2 separate regions of the Ovis aries genome follow, and region 1 is linked to region 2. The links are chromatin contacts, called in public Hi-C maps. All regions are on one chromosome and are shown on one strand. The core of a region is the stretch at or near the end of the contact, and the rest is flanking DNA. Distances in the headings are between cores, read along the strand shown.

Region 1 (6,124 bases), core at 2,709-5,208, 97 kb before region 2:
GGGGGCAGGAGGAGAAAGGGACGACAGAGGATGAGATGGCTGGATGGCATCACTGACTCGATGGACATGAGTTTGGGTGAACTCCGGGAGTTGGTGATGGACAAGGAGGCCTGGCGTGCTGCAATTCATGGGGTCGCAAAGAGTCGGGCACAACTGAGCGACTGAACTGAACTGAACTGATACTACTTGATTTGATTTAGGTCATACCTGAATGGTCTAGTGGTTTTCCCCACTTTCTTCAATTTAAGTCTGAATTTGACAATAAGGAGTTTATGATCGGAGCCACAGTCAGCTCCCGGTCATGTTTTTGCTGACAGTATAGAGCTTCTCCATCTTTGGCTGCAAGGGATATAATCAATCTGATTTTGGTGTTGACCATCTGGAGATGAAAGAGATGGGAATACCAGAGCACCTGACCTGCCTCTTGAGAAACCTGTATGCAGGTCAGGAAGCAACAGTTAGAACTGGGCAGGGAACAACAGACTGGTTCCAAATAGGAAAAGGGGTATGGCAAGGCTGTATCTTGTCACCCTGCTTATTTAACTTATATGCAGAGAACATCATGAGAAACACTGGGCTGGAGGAAGCACAAGCTGGAATCAAGATTGCCAGGAGAAATATCAATAACCTCAGATATGCAGATGACACCACCCTTATGGCAGAAAGTGAAGAACTAAACAGCCTCTTGATGAAAGTGAAAGAGGAGAGTGAAAAAGTTGGCTTAAAGCTTAGCATTCAGAAAACGAAGATCATGGCATCTGATCCCATCACTTCATGGCAAATAGATGGGGAAACAGTGGAAACAGTGGCAGATTTTATTTCTCTGGGCTCCAAAATCACTGCAGGTGGTGACTGCAGCCATGAAATTAAAAGACGCTTACTCCTTGGAAGGAAAGTTATGACCAACCTGGACAGCATATTGAAAAGCAGAGACATTACTTTGCCAACAAAGGTCCGCCTAGTCAAGGCTATGGTTTTCCAGTAGTCATGTATGGAAAGTTGGATTATAAAGAAAGCTGAGAGCCAAAGAATTGATGCTTTCGGACTGTGGTGTTGGAGAAGACTCTTGAGAGTCCCTTGGACTGTAAGGAGATCCAGCCAGTCCATTCTAAAGGAGATCAGTACTGGGTATTCATTGGAAGGACTGTTGTTGAAGCTGAAGCTCCAATACTTTGGCCACCTGATGTGGAGAGCCGACTCACTGGAAAAGACCCTGATTCTGGGAAAAATTGAGGGCAGGAGAAGTGGATGACAGAGGATAAGATGGTTGGATGGCATCACTGACACAATGGACATGGGTTTGGGTGGACTCCGGGAGTTGGTGATGGACAGGAAGGCTTGGTGTGCTGCGGTTCATGGGGTCGCAAAGAGTCAGACACAACTGAGCGACTGAACTGACTGACTGACTGATGCTACTTGATAAATATACTAAATGCTAGGTATTAAATTGTCTTTCATAGAGGGCCACTTGAAATCTCTACTTTGTATTTGGTGATAATTTCATAGTTCTAAATCCTAATTAACTAAAAATTGGTCCTACTTAACCACGTAGTTACATATTTGTTGTTGTTTAGTCACTAAGTTGTGTCCGACTCTTTGTGACCCCAGGGACTGTAGCCCACCAGATTCTTCTCTCCATGGGATTTCCCAGGCAAGAATATGGACTGGGTTGCCGTTTCCTTCTCCAACGGATCTTTCCAACCCAGGGACTGAACCCACATTTCCTGCATTAGCAGTCTGATACCGCTGATGCCTAATTCTTCCTTAGACAAATGGAGACTTTTCTATTGGTAACATGAAATCATTTTCCTCTTATCCTCTGGAGACTGCTCTGTGTTCAAGTTGCTGCTATGAGTGCAGGCCTTATGACTGTTTCTTCATTTAACAAGCAATGTTAATAGCATATTTACTTGCACTGATATTAAGCCTTTTCACCTTAAAACTGTAAATTCAATTCAAAGACTGAAGCTTAAATTTTATGCTACCATAAACAAAGCCCACTTTGAAATCAGAATTCTATTCCCCCCTTCCTTCCCACCCCCCACCCACCCGTGACACACACACACACACAGAACAATGGTCAGTTATACATCCATGGATTCCAGGAAGCTAAGCAAAAAGCATTTGTCATTTAAGTAAAATAGGTTATAGAAATTTTAAGTGAATGAAGGAAGAAAGGTCCAAATTAAGAGCAAAATGGATCATTTTTCTTCTTTGAATCGTACTCTTTAATATATTAATAACATAATCTCCCCAAATACAATTTTTAGTATTTTAATTTAATATTAATTTAGTTTTGAAAGTAATTTTCCCTAGTAAACATAAGTTAGGTCAACCAAAAAGAGCCTCGTTTGTTTTAAACCTTGTTGTTGAAATAATTCTAAATGCATTAGTATTATTCATTACCTTGGTGAGTGCCTAGGGATATCTCACCACGTCTGTAATCTTTGCCTTTACTGAATCCCCTACAGATGGAGGCGATTGTCAGCAATCTGTACTAACTCCGAGACATAGCCTGGACTGAAGTTGCTTTTAATTGAAGAGGCCTCAGTGTTCGGACCGGAGAAGGCAATGACAACCCACTCCAGAACTCTTGCCTGGAAAATCCCATGGACGGTGGAGCCTGGTGGGCTGACGTCTATGGGGTCGCACAGAGACGGACACGACTGAAGCGACTTAGCAGCAGCAGCAGTGTTCAGACGACGAATCTCTCAATTCACAGCCTCCACCCCTACCGTCCATAAAATAAGACTTCCACTAACTTGAATGACAATTGCGAAGTTCATGTACCAGTTTTCATTAAGTTGGTTTTCCCCTGGTAACTTGTGTCTTGTAAAACCTAAATCTTAAAAACAACTATTTATCATAGGGACAAAGGAAATCAGTTCTACGTAAAAATGCAACCACGTATGAGAACTAAGCAAGTAGATGGTCCACGTTTGGCTGAAGTCATCCGACGTCGTTTCATTTGCTTTTGTATTTCCAAGTTACCAACCCGTTTCCCAAGATTGAGCGATTACAGCGATGACACAAGTCAGTCTCGCACCCTGTCAAAGACTGTTTGACAGTCTTTGGCCCGTTGCCAATTACTCCTCGGCAAACTAGATTCAACTGGGTCTTGTCCTCTGATTATCTGTCAGGACTGAATTCAACACCTGAATTTGGGCGCAGGCTATTTTCTCAGGAAAAGTCAAAACATCCTCAAAGGATCAAAGAGCTCAGTCACAGAGGTGGAGGAAAGTGGAGTCGATGAGTCTGGTTAAGCAAACCCCTCAGCCTTTATTCCTCAGCGCAGCTCTTCAGATTTTAAAGACGGTTAGGAGGACCAGGAGAGACACGAGGGATGAAGGCAAAAGGCTCGATCCTGAATCTGAGCCAGAGACAAAGGTGAGGAACTGCGCGAGGGAGACGGGGAGACGGCCAGAGGGAGGCTCAGCCCCCAGCCAGTGGCGTGACTTCAGGAGGACTCAGAAAATGGGCCAGGACTGGGTAAAGATAGGAAGGTGCCAGCGGGGCGGGCGAGCAGGCTAATCGCAGGAGTGGCGAGGCTGGGAACGCCCCCCTCCCGGCTCCGCCCCCACCCCACCCCGCAGCATAGGGCCGGGAAATGAAAGCCAAGCGGGCGCATGGGTCACCGGCCGGGGCGGCCCCTTAGCCTCCGGTTTCCCGGGGTGGGCGTCTCCGAGAAAGGCGCGTGCCTCACGTCCTTCCCACCCCGCCCCCTGCAATCTGCGCACGCGCGGCCTCACCCCGCCCCTCGCGTCCTCAGCGGAGCGATGGGACGGGGGCGGGCAGCCGGGGTGAGGAGGCCGCCGGGAGTCCCTAGATTGCCAGCGCGCTCCGCCTCCGCCGCCGCTCCACCGCCGCCGCTTCCCTCGCCGCGTCACGGCTCCCGGGACCGCCCTCCTCTGGCCCCTCCTACTCGCTCCCTTTCTCCCTCCTCTTACCCTCCCCCTCAGACCGATCGGTGACTTAAGCAACGGAGCGCGGTGAAGCCCATTTTTCTCCTTCCTCGCAGCCGCGCCGGGCAGTCCGCGGCGCGCGGCCCCCACACTCCCGCCCGAGATGAATGCTGCGGCAGAAGCCGAGTTCAATATCCTCCTGGCCACCGACTCGTACAAGGTAAAGGCTCAGGGAGGAAGAGGGTGCGTCGGGGACCAGCGCGAGGCTGCGGGGCGGGGGCGGCCGGGCTGGGGTCGTGGCGCTGGGGAAGTCCCGAGGGAAGGCGCGGCGGCGGGCGGGATGGGGCAGGTGAGGCTGGAGCCGCAGTTGGGGAGGAGGCTGATGGAGCAGGGATGGAGGGATGGACGGCAGGAGGCGGGGCCTGGGGGGTGCGTGGTGGGGCGGTGCGGCGAGGGGTTGAGGCGGGCCCGAACCGGTTCCCCGCACTCGCCGCCCGGGGCTCCGGGCAGCTCAGCGGGCCGACGGCCGGGGCGTCACTGGGTGAGCTCACGCCTTCCCCAGGAGTGCGGCCTTTTGGCCCTGGGCCCGTCAGGGCCGGCCTTGGTTAGGGCTTGCCTGAGGAGAGCAGGTCAGTTAGGTAACGGCCCCTGGGATTCCGCCGTGGAAAGAGGGAGTCAGGTTTGAAAAGGGTTTCCCCCGTGGAGCTGAGTCAAGCAAGCTCACCCCTTAGTCGGCAGATGTGTCCCTCCTCGAGGAAGGGGTGGGCGAGGTCTAGTAGGGCTGCCGGAGCAGCCAGCCACATTCCTCTGCCGGTGGCCCGGGTGCGGAGGACCCTCATCTGTCTGTTCCGGGGAGCCCTGCTCGATTCCCCCGTCCCGCTCCATTGGGCTCGGTTTCAAACTCCTTTGCCTCTGGTGATCACTCACACTCCTCATCCCCTGTTGCAAAGGCCGATCTGCCTTTATTCCCTTAGAACCACTTTGTGATTTCTGTGAAAAGGAAAGTGAAACACAAGAAGTTTAAAAAAAACTGTAGTTAACCTAGAGAACTTGTTGAGAGGACACAGCGTTCTGTTACTATGGCTATTGGACGCTTGCACGTCTAGGTGTCCCGATCATTTTATTTGAAACTCATACATTAATAAAGGGAAGAGTGATTAAAGGGAAATTTGGGAAATATCCCCTCCCTCAGTTTCCAAATTACATGAAGTAAACTGGATTATACTTTGCTAACAAGCTTTGTTATCCAGGACACCTAAAAAATGACATGTCAGACTGAAAACTCCACTTTCACAAAATAAGTTTCAGTTTTTACTTGAGCAGCATGGTAGTTTGAAGTATAGCGATTAAAGCATAATGTTTTCAGATTTTTTGTTGTTGTTGCTTTTAGTTTTTTCTCTTAAATATTCCAGTAAAGTATTTTGGAGAATCCCATTTTACTTAAGTTCTCTGTTGAACTTTTTTTCCTAGCTGGTTTAAGATTCTACTTTTGATAATTAAGATGGGTTGTTATTTAAAGTAGAGCCAAGTTTCTTTAAGGAGTGGTCTTTTAAATGGAACTTTAAAATGGAAATCTGCACAGTTGCAAGGAGATCATAGCACTATCAAGGATGGTTTACTTGTGCTTCTATTGTGGTTACTTAGTTCATGGTGTTTTGAGTGTTTTTAATGGTGATTTTAGAATGGTCTCATTCACAGTTTTCTAAAACTTTATCCCCGTAACCAAATCTTTAAAATAATTTTCAAGTTTTTTAATATATTAATAGCAAGAAAGGTAAGTTTTAACTTTTAAAAACAAAACAGTGTAGGAGCTTCTTTAGTTTGTGGCTCCCATAGCTATTATATATAAGGAATGTAAAATTGCTTTAACATCAGTTTCCTGGGATGAAAGGTAAGAGTGGTTACCCTAAAGTTTTCTGATCTGCTAGCTAGGCATACTTAACAGCACTATTAGAATCTGTACCTATTTAAGAGTGGTTTATTCCTGTCCATTTCAAGTCAGATTGGTTGGTGTATTAATTCCCTTCCTAATATAAAACCTTTTAAGATTATCATCCTAGTAACTAACATATTTCATTTCCCACCCTCCCTCCCAAGAAAACCCTCAAGAGGATTAGCCAGGTGGATGTTTTATTATACCAGTGGTTTGCAGCAGTCAGTAAAATAAATTGTGTATTTTACACTTGCAGTTTAGTTTTTAAGTTTCATTTTCCCTACATTTT
Region 2 (6,108 bases), core at 1,654-4,153:
AGGCTCAGAGGGCCGGGCTGGGGAGGGAACAGGGAAGGAGCCTGGAGGGTTCCTACCCTGATGAGGGGTACTGTGATCTCCCAGCCCATTACCCCCAAGAGGCCAGCAAGTTCCATCCTGTACTCACAACCCATCAGACACATCAGGTCTAAGAAATGCAGGGCGCAGAACAATGGTTTAACTAATGCTTTTTTTCATTCATTCATTCATTCATTCAACCAACATTTGTTTGAGCTTCTACTATATGGGCTTTAGGTTAATCTTGATATCTAAAGGGGATTAAAAATTAATCAATCCCTTTCAAGTTGTTCACAATATGGTATAGGAAGCTGGACAGGAAGAAGGTATCCCAGTGAAGCACCTTTAGAAGCAGTATAAGCCTTGGCTAAGAGCTCTAGAGCCAGAACATCTAGCTCCAAATCCTGTGCACCCTTGGGCAAGTCACTTAACCTCTCTGGGTCTCCACAGCCTTACCCGTAAAAATGAGACAATATGTCCTATGTACATCTGGTGTAAGGTCTAAATGAATTAATAGAGACTTCCCTGGAGATCCAGTGGCTAAACCTGTGTTCCCAACATGAGGAGCCGGGGTTTGTTTCCTGGTTAGGGAACTATTAATAGACCCCACATGCTGCAACTAAGAGTTCACATAACCACAGCTAAAGATCCTGCAAGACCCGCCACAGCCAAATAAATAAAAATAAATATTTTTTTTTTAATTAGCTAATACATTCAAAGTGTTAACAATGTAGCTGGTGCCGTATCCTGGTTGCTAACTATTGTCAATATCGGCACGACAAAGTGAAAAGTGCTGAGGACATGCAGGGAGAGGTCGGAGACCCAGACATAAAACTCAGCACCTCAGAGTGGTAGCTGGCCCTCTGTCACGCGAGCAGGTGCAAACAAGGCACCGCAAGGCCCCTTCCAGGTGAAGGCGGCGGGCCGGAGGGCCAGCCAGTAGGCACACAGGACACAGGAATGGAATTTCTCCTGCCCTGGGCGTGGAGGAGTTAGGGAAGAGTAAAGGATGTCTACAATTCACTTGGATTCGGGGGACGTTTGACAACATCTCACTCACAGTCAAGGGCATCAGCTGAGACTAGCCATGGTGGTTCCATGTCGGGCAGGCCCCTCCTCCACCCAGGGCCCCCCGGAATCCGGGGGCTCCATCCTCCATCCCAGCCCCACCCCTTCAGTGTCCCCACTCCATCTCTGGGCCTGTATTCCTGTTCTGTTGCAACTGCCACTGAGAACCTGCTGCTGTGCACACACACCAGCTCTCCTGGCCAGAGGGCCTGCCAACGCCACAGCACTTGCCAGCTGGAAAGTCTCAGAGAGCCTCGGGCCAAGGCTTTTGGGAACACAGCCTGTCCATGAACACTCGGGTCAAGAAAGGATGACATGAGAGCCGAGCTCAGAGCAAGGCCAGTGGCTCCCTGGACAGTGACTCAGGGGCAAGTGGATCAGGAGAGAACTGGCCAGCAGGCAGCCCTCTCTCAGCTGCCAATCCGGGTGGCCCCGGCCATGTGGATCACCCTTGCTGGACTCAGCTGGAAAGAGTAGCCTCCAGCTTGTGGTCTTCCTGTGCTCATGTGCCGTGAGGGTGACTGATCACAGAGAAGAGAGAAACCACTGAGCAAATTCAGAGTGTGCCCAGGGTCTGCCTTGTGCTGTCTTATTCTCTAAGCACTTCTTGCCTGCTCCCTTCTCCCCAACTCCAATTAAGAAGAAAGGGAGGGACCAAGTGCTTGGAACATCCTGGATGCTAATTTCAATCTAAACCCTTGGGTAAGAGCCCTGGCCTGCAGCCCTCAGCAACTTCCAGCTCAGCCACCCTAGGCCTCCATGGCTATAAACGCCCAAGGGTTTGATGAGGCAGCAACAGTTAAATTTAGCCCTGGCAAGCCTGGGGGTCTGGGTGCCCTGAGCAGCAGTGTGGACCCAAAGATCTCAGGTGAGACCCTCCAGCTGCAGACAACAGCGAGTGTAATGACAGCAACAACACCTGGAGGGAAGGAGAGCCAGGGAAGGGAGATGGAGGGGGGGGGGGGTTCACAGCCCAGAGGCACTGGTACTGCCAGGACCCAGGGGCCCAGTGCTGCCATCAGCAGTACCCAGAAGGTAGCATGAATGAGCAGAGCATAAAGACGGAAAGAAAAGGGAACGGTAGGAACTATGATGAACTGAAATTCAGATTTTTAAATAATACCATATCAGCCAAATAAAATCCTGCATCAGGCCTGCAGATGTCGAGCATGACACCCAGGCCCAGCTGTGTGGAGGAGGCGACCCCACGGGGATATTCCACCATCAGCCATTCATTCTTCGTTTCTTCCGTCTCCGGGTAAAATGCAGACTGTGGGCTTTCAGATTTCTTAACTAACACAGTTATCCTTACTGGTTTCTTTGTTTAAGATGGAAGGGAAGAACAGAAAAAATAATCAGCATGAATGGGTAAATTATTTGATAAATTAACATTTATTAATATGTTCGGAATCAAATGTAACTTGTATGAGGTGGCAGTTGTTCAATGAAAGAAACACTTGGCTTGGAGTCAGACAGGCTTGAGTCTAAATCCTGGCTCTGCCACCCACTAGGAAGTTAATTAACTTCCCTAAGCTGCAGCTTCCTCCTTGGGAAAGTAGAAAAAATATGCCTACCCTGGATGTCTATGAAGATTCAATAAAACAAATCCAGGACACCCAAGTGCGACCTAAGATAATTCACACTCAATAAATGTTGTATGAACTCTAACCGTCTGAGAGCCAGGTTCTGCAGGACGGAGACTAAGGGCTGGAGGAGAGAAGGGCAGAGAAAGAGCCCTTCAGACCAGCGCTCTCCCGGAGCCTGCGTCAGAGTCCAGTCCACCTCGGAGCCACATGGGTCCACACTGCCCCGCTGTGGCCACTGGCCGCACTACAGCTGCTTCTGACGTGCCGCATCCTTCCTCCGCCACTGGAGGTCTAGCAGGCCTGTAGACCTTCTTCGGAGAAGGCAATGGCACCCCGCTTCAGTACTCTTGCCTGGAAAACCCCATGGACGGAGGAGCCTGGTAGGCTGCAGTCCATGGGGTAGCGATGAGTCGGACACGACTGAGTGACTTCACTTTCACTTTTCACTTTCCTGCACTGGAGAAGAAAATGGCACCCCACTCCAGTGTTCTCGCCTGGAGAAGCCCAGGGACAGCAGAGCCTGGTGGGCTGCCGTCTATGGGGTCGCACAGAGTCGGACATGACTGAAGCGGCTCAGCAGCAACAGACCTACTTCACCCTTGTCTCTGCTCCCTGTGAGGCCTCATGCTGTCTTACACGGAGCTGGTTGGCTGCTGAAGGTAATCATCTGAGACTGCAAGAGCCAGGCTTGTCCAATCTCCCAGGCAAGCTGCCCAGACTTGGGGGCATTTGCTTAGCTACCCTGATCCAGCACCAACCTCAGATTTTAAGACATCCTGGAGGAGACATTTAAATAGGGAGAGATGTGTACATTCCACCCTACTCCAGTGGAATCAGAATCTCAGGGTGAATTGGAGAAGCCATATAAAATGGAAAAAACTAGGGGAATCTCAATCAGTTTTGAAAATGCATTGTTTCAACCTCCCACCGTGCTGCACCCAGTCACCGCCCGGGTCTGTCTTGGCTGTATAAGTAACACAAGCAAGAAAAGACAGTGTTCCCTGCGCTGAAGTTAGCATTCTCATGGAGCGGGAAAAGCGAGGGGTGCGGAGCCAGCGAGATGCGTAGAGAGAATGAGAGGCACGAGGAAAGACGCAGAAAGGCAGGACAAGGGGAAGCAAAACTGGTGTGCGCGTTTGTGCACACACGCACACACGTGCACAAAGATGGGGCAGAAAGGAGGGAGACACAGGAAGGCAGATATTCATGACCGTGACATTTTGTAAGCCAAGAGATAATTCAAGCCAAATCAATGAATAGATCCTAGGTTAAGAAAAAAGTGTTTTAATCTAGGCAAAGGGTTAATATATGCGACATGCAAATGCTCTTACATACTGACAAGAAAACAAACAACACAATAGAGTCAGAAAGAGAAAATCCAGATAGCCAAGTCATGGAAAGGTGTGGGAGTGCACAAGTGGCTAGGGAAATGCAGATGGTTATTTTATATCCAAGCGGCTGGCAAAAATCAAAAAGCCACTTACTTATGGCTAGTTAGGATGTAGGCGAAGTGATTTCTTTAAATCTGCACGATAAAAATATCAACTGTCAAAGAACTTTGAAAAGCTAACACCATCTAACAAAATTTACCTCTCACCATTTAGTCCACCTGTTCCATTGCTGGGACTAGATGCCCTAGAGATAAAATCCCCTGTACATAATGACGTATGTTCCAGAACGTTCACTGCTACATTGCTCATGGTAGCAAAAACACTGGTAGCAAAGAGGAAGTCCACAAACAGGGTACTGTTGAATAATGTTAATACATCCTGCCAGCTTAATATGCCTTAAACATCAACCAAGGAGAATGAATAAAAGCCTCACCACAGTTGGATTGCAGAGACTGAGTGTCGTTGGATAAACTGCAGTAAGACAAAATGTTTATAATGTTGCTCCATTTTTGTAAAGCATAAACACTGATAGAAACTATTCAGTCTGTGTGTGTGTGTTTACGTGTGTGTAGCGAGTTGGCTTGTAGGCAGCACACACTGATAGAGCCACCGGTATTTCATCTGGTGTTTATTCTCATTGGGTGCTACTGTGCATATTTGTGCTACATATTTTGAATATCACTCTACATGTATGTGATCATATTATCGCATATAAGTACACAAGAAGTACAGGGCTTCCCAGCTGGCTCAGTGGTAAAGAAACTGCCTGCAATGCAGGAGACGCAGATTCAATCCCTGGGTTGGGAAGTTGCCCTGGAGTAGGAAATGGCAACCCACTCCAGTATTCTTGCTTGGAAAATCCCGTGGACAGAAGTGTCTGGTCCGCTACAGTCTGTGGGGTCGCAAAGAGCCAGACACACCTTGGTGACTGAGCATACGTATAAGAAATATGGAGAAAATACAAGTAGGAATATTATACGGTGTTAACAGGAAGTATGTGAGAAGGAAAACAGGGTTTTGGTGGGATGGGGGAAGAAGGGTAGCCAATCTAATAAAGAAAGGAAAAAAAAAAGCAGTTTAAAAAATGTATAACATGATCATAGTTATGTTATCCACTCATATAAAATTATATGCATATGTTTTCACGTATACACACTTTCCTAAAATATAATTGTTAAGAGTTTACACAATTCGATTATTTTTGCAATTATGTTGTTTAATAAACCAAATCCCAGAGAAGCTACACAGGCTTAAGAATCCCGCCAGAAGCAGGAACAAGAAGTGTGGAGCAGGAGCACCCATACAAGGCAGCAGTGAACCTCTGATGTAACACGACCAGCAAACTCTAGACCCCACCTGAATGCAGCAAGTAAAGCCGTGAGGAGGCATCTGCCTACTTCAAATGCAAAAGCCGCAGTGAGGAACACCACGGATCAAGGAAGCACGGCATCACCAAAAACTCCAGCAACCTCAATCAGTGAGACTCTTAGACAAATGGTGCTGGGAAATCGGGACAGCTACAAGGAAAAAAAAGCAATTAGATCATTCTTTAACATGATACACAAAAATGAGCTCAAAGTGGATGAAAGACCTAAATGTGAGATCAGACACCATAAAACTCCTACAGAAAAACACAGGCATGACATTCTGGGACATAAATCAAAGGATATCTTTTTGATCTGTTCCTTAGAATAAAGGAAAATGTAAACAAAAATAAATAAATGGGGCCCACTTAAATGCATTTGAAGAGCAAAGGAAAAATTAAACAAAACGAAAAGACAACTGACAGACAGGGAGAAAATACTCCCAAAAGATGTGACCAACAGGGAGGCGTCTCGAAAGCTGACACGCGGTTCACAGCGCTAAACAGCATGAGAACAAGCAGCCCCGTCACGAAATGGCACGAGACCCAAGAAGATTCTTTCCCAAAGAAGACATACACATGGTCAAGAGGCACAGGAAAAGATGCTGAAGATCACTAATAATCAAACAAATGCAAAGCAAAATTACAAGGACACGGGACATCACACCAATTTAAATGGCTG

Evidence for each region. A called contact is a pair of places that touch in the nucleus more often than the background predicts.
Region 1: a Hi-C map of mixed tissues shows a contact between it and region 2, with 3 times the contacts expected there. The contact joins the promoter of NAMPT here to the enhancer-like site in region 2. A contact is called at or near these places in 2 of 16 Hi-C or Micro-C datasets (liver and mixed tissues).

Annotation. Positions count from the first base shown.
Region 1 is chr4:48,881,185-48,887,308 of ARS-UI_Ramb_v3.0, reverse strand. It overlaps NAMPT (nicotinamide phosphoribosyltransferase), which reads left to right and starts at 3,958. Exons shown (of 11, transcript XM_004007842.5): 1 at 3,958-4,122. The coding sequence starts at 4,066. LOC132659733 (a long non-coding RNA gene) reads right to left here and starts at 3,877. Exons shown (of 2, transcript XR_009600479.1): 1 at 2,407-3,877.
Region 2 is chr4:48,783,031-48,789,138 of ARS-UI_Ramb_v3.0, reverse strand. No RefSeq gene overlaps it. Among named protein-coding and RNA genes, the nearest start is that of SYPL1, 92 kb to the right of the region's middle. Within about 2 kb of position 2,903, at least 21 of the 54 cell types and tissues checked have an H3K27ac peak or open chromatin away from gene starts, as enhancers often do. A contact at or near this core is called in liver, where this site is marked.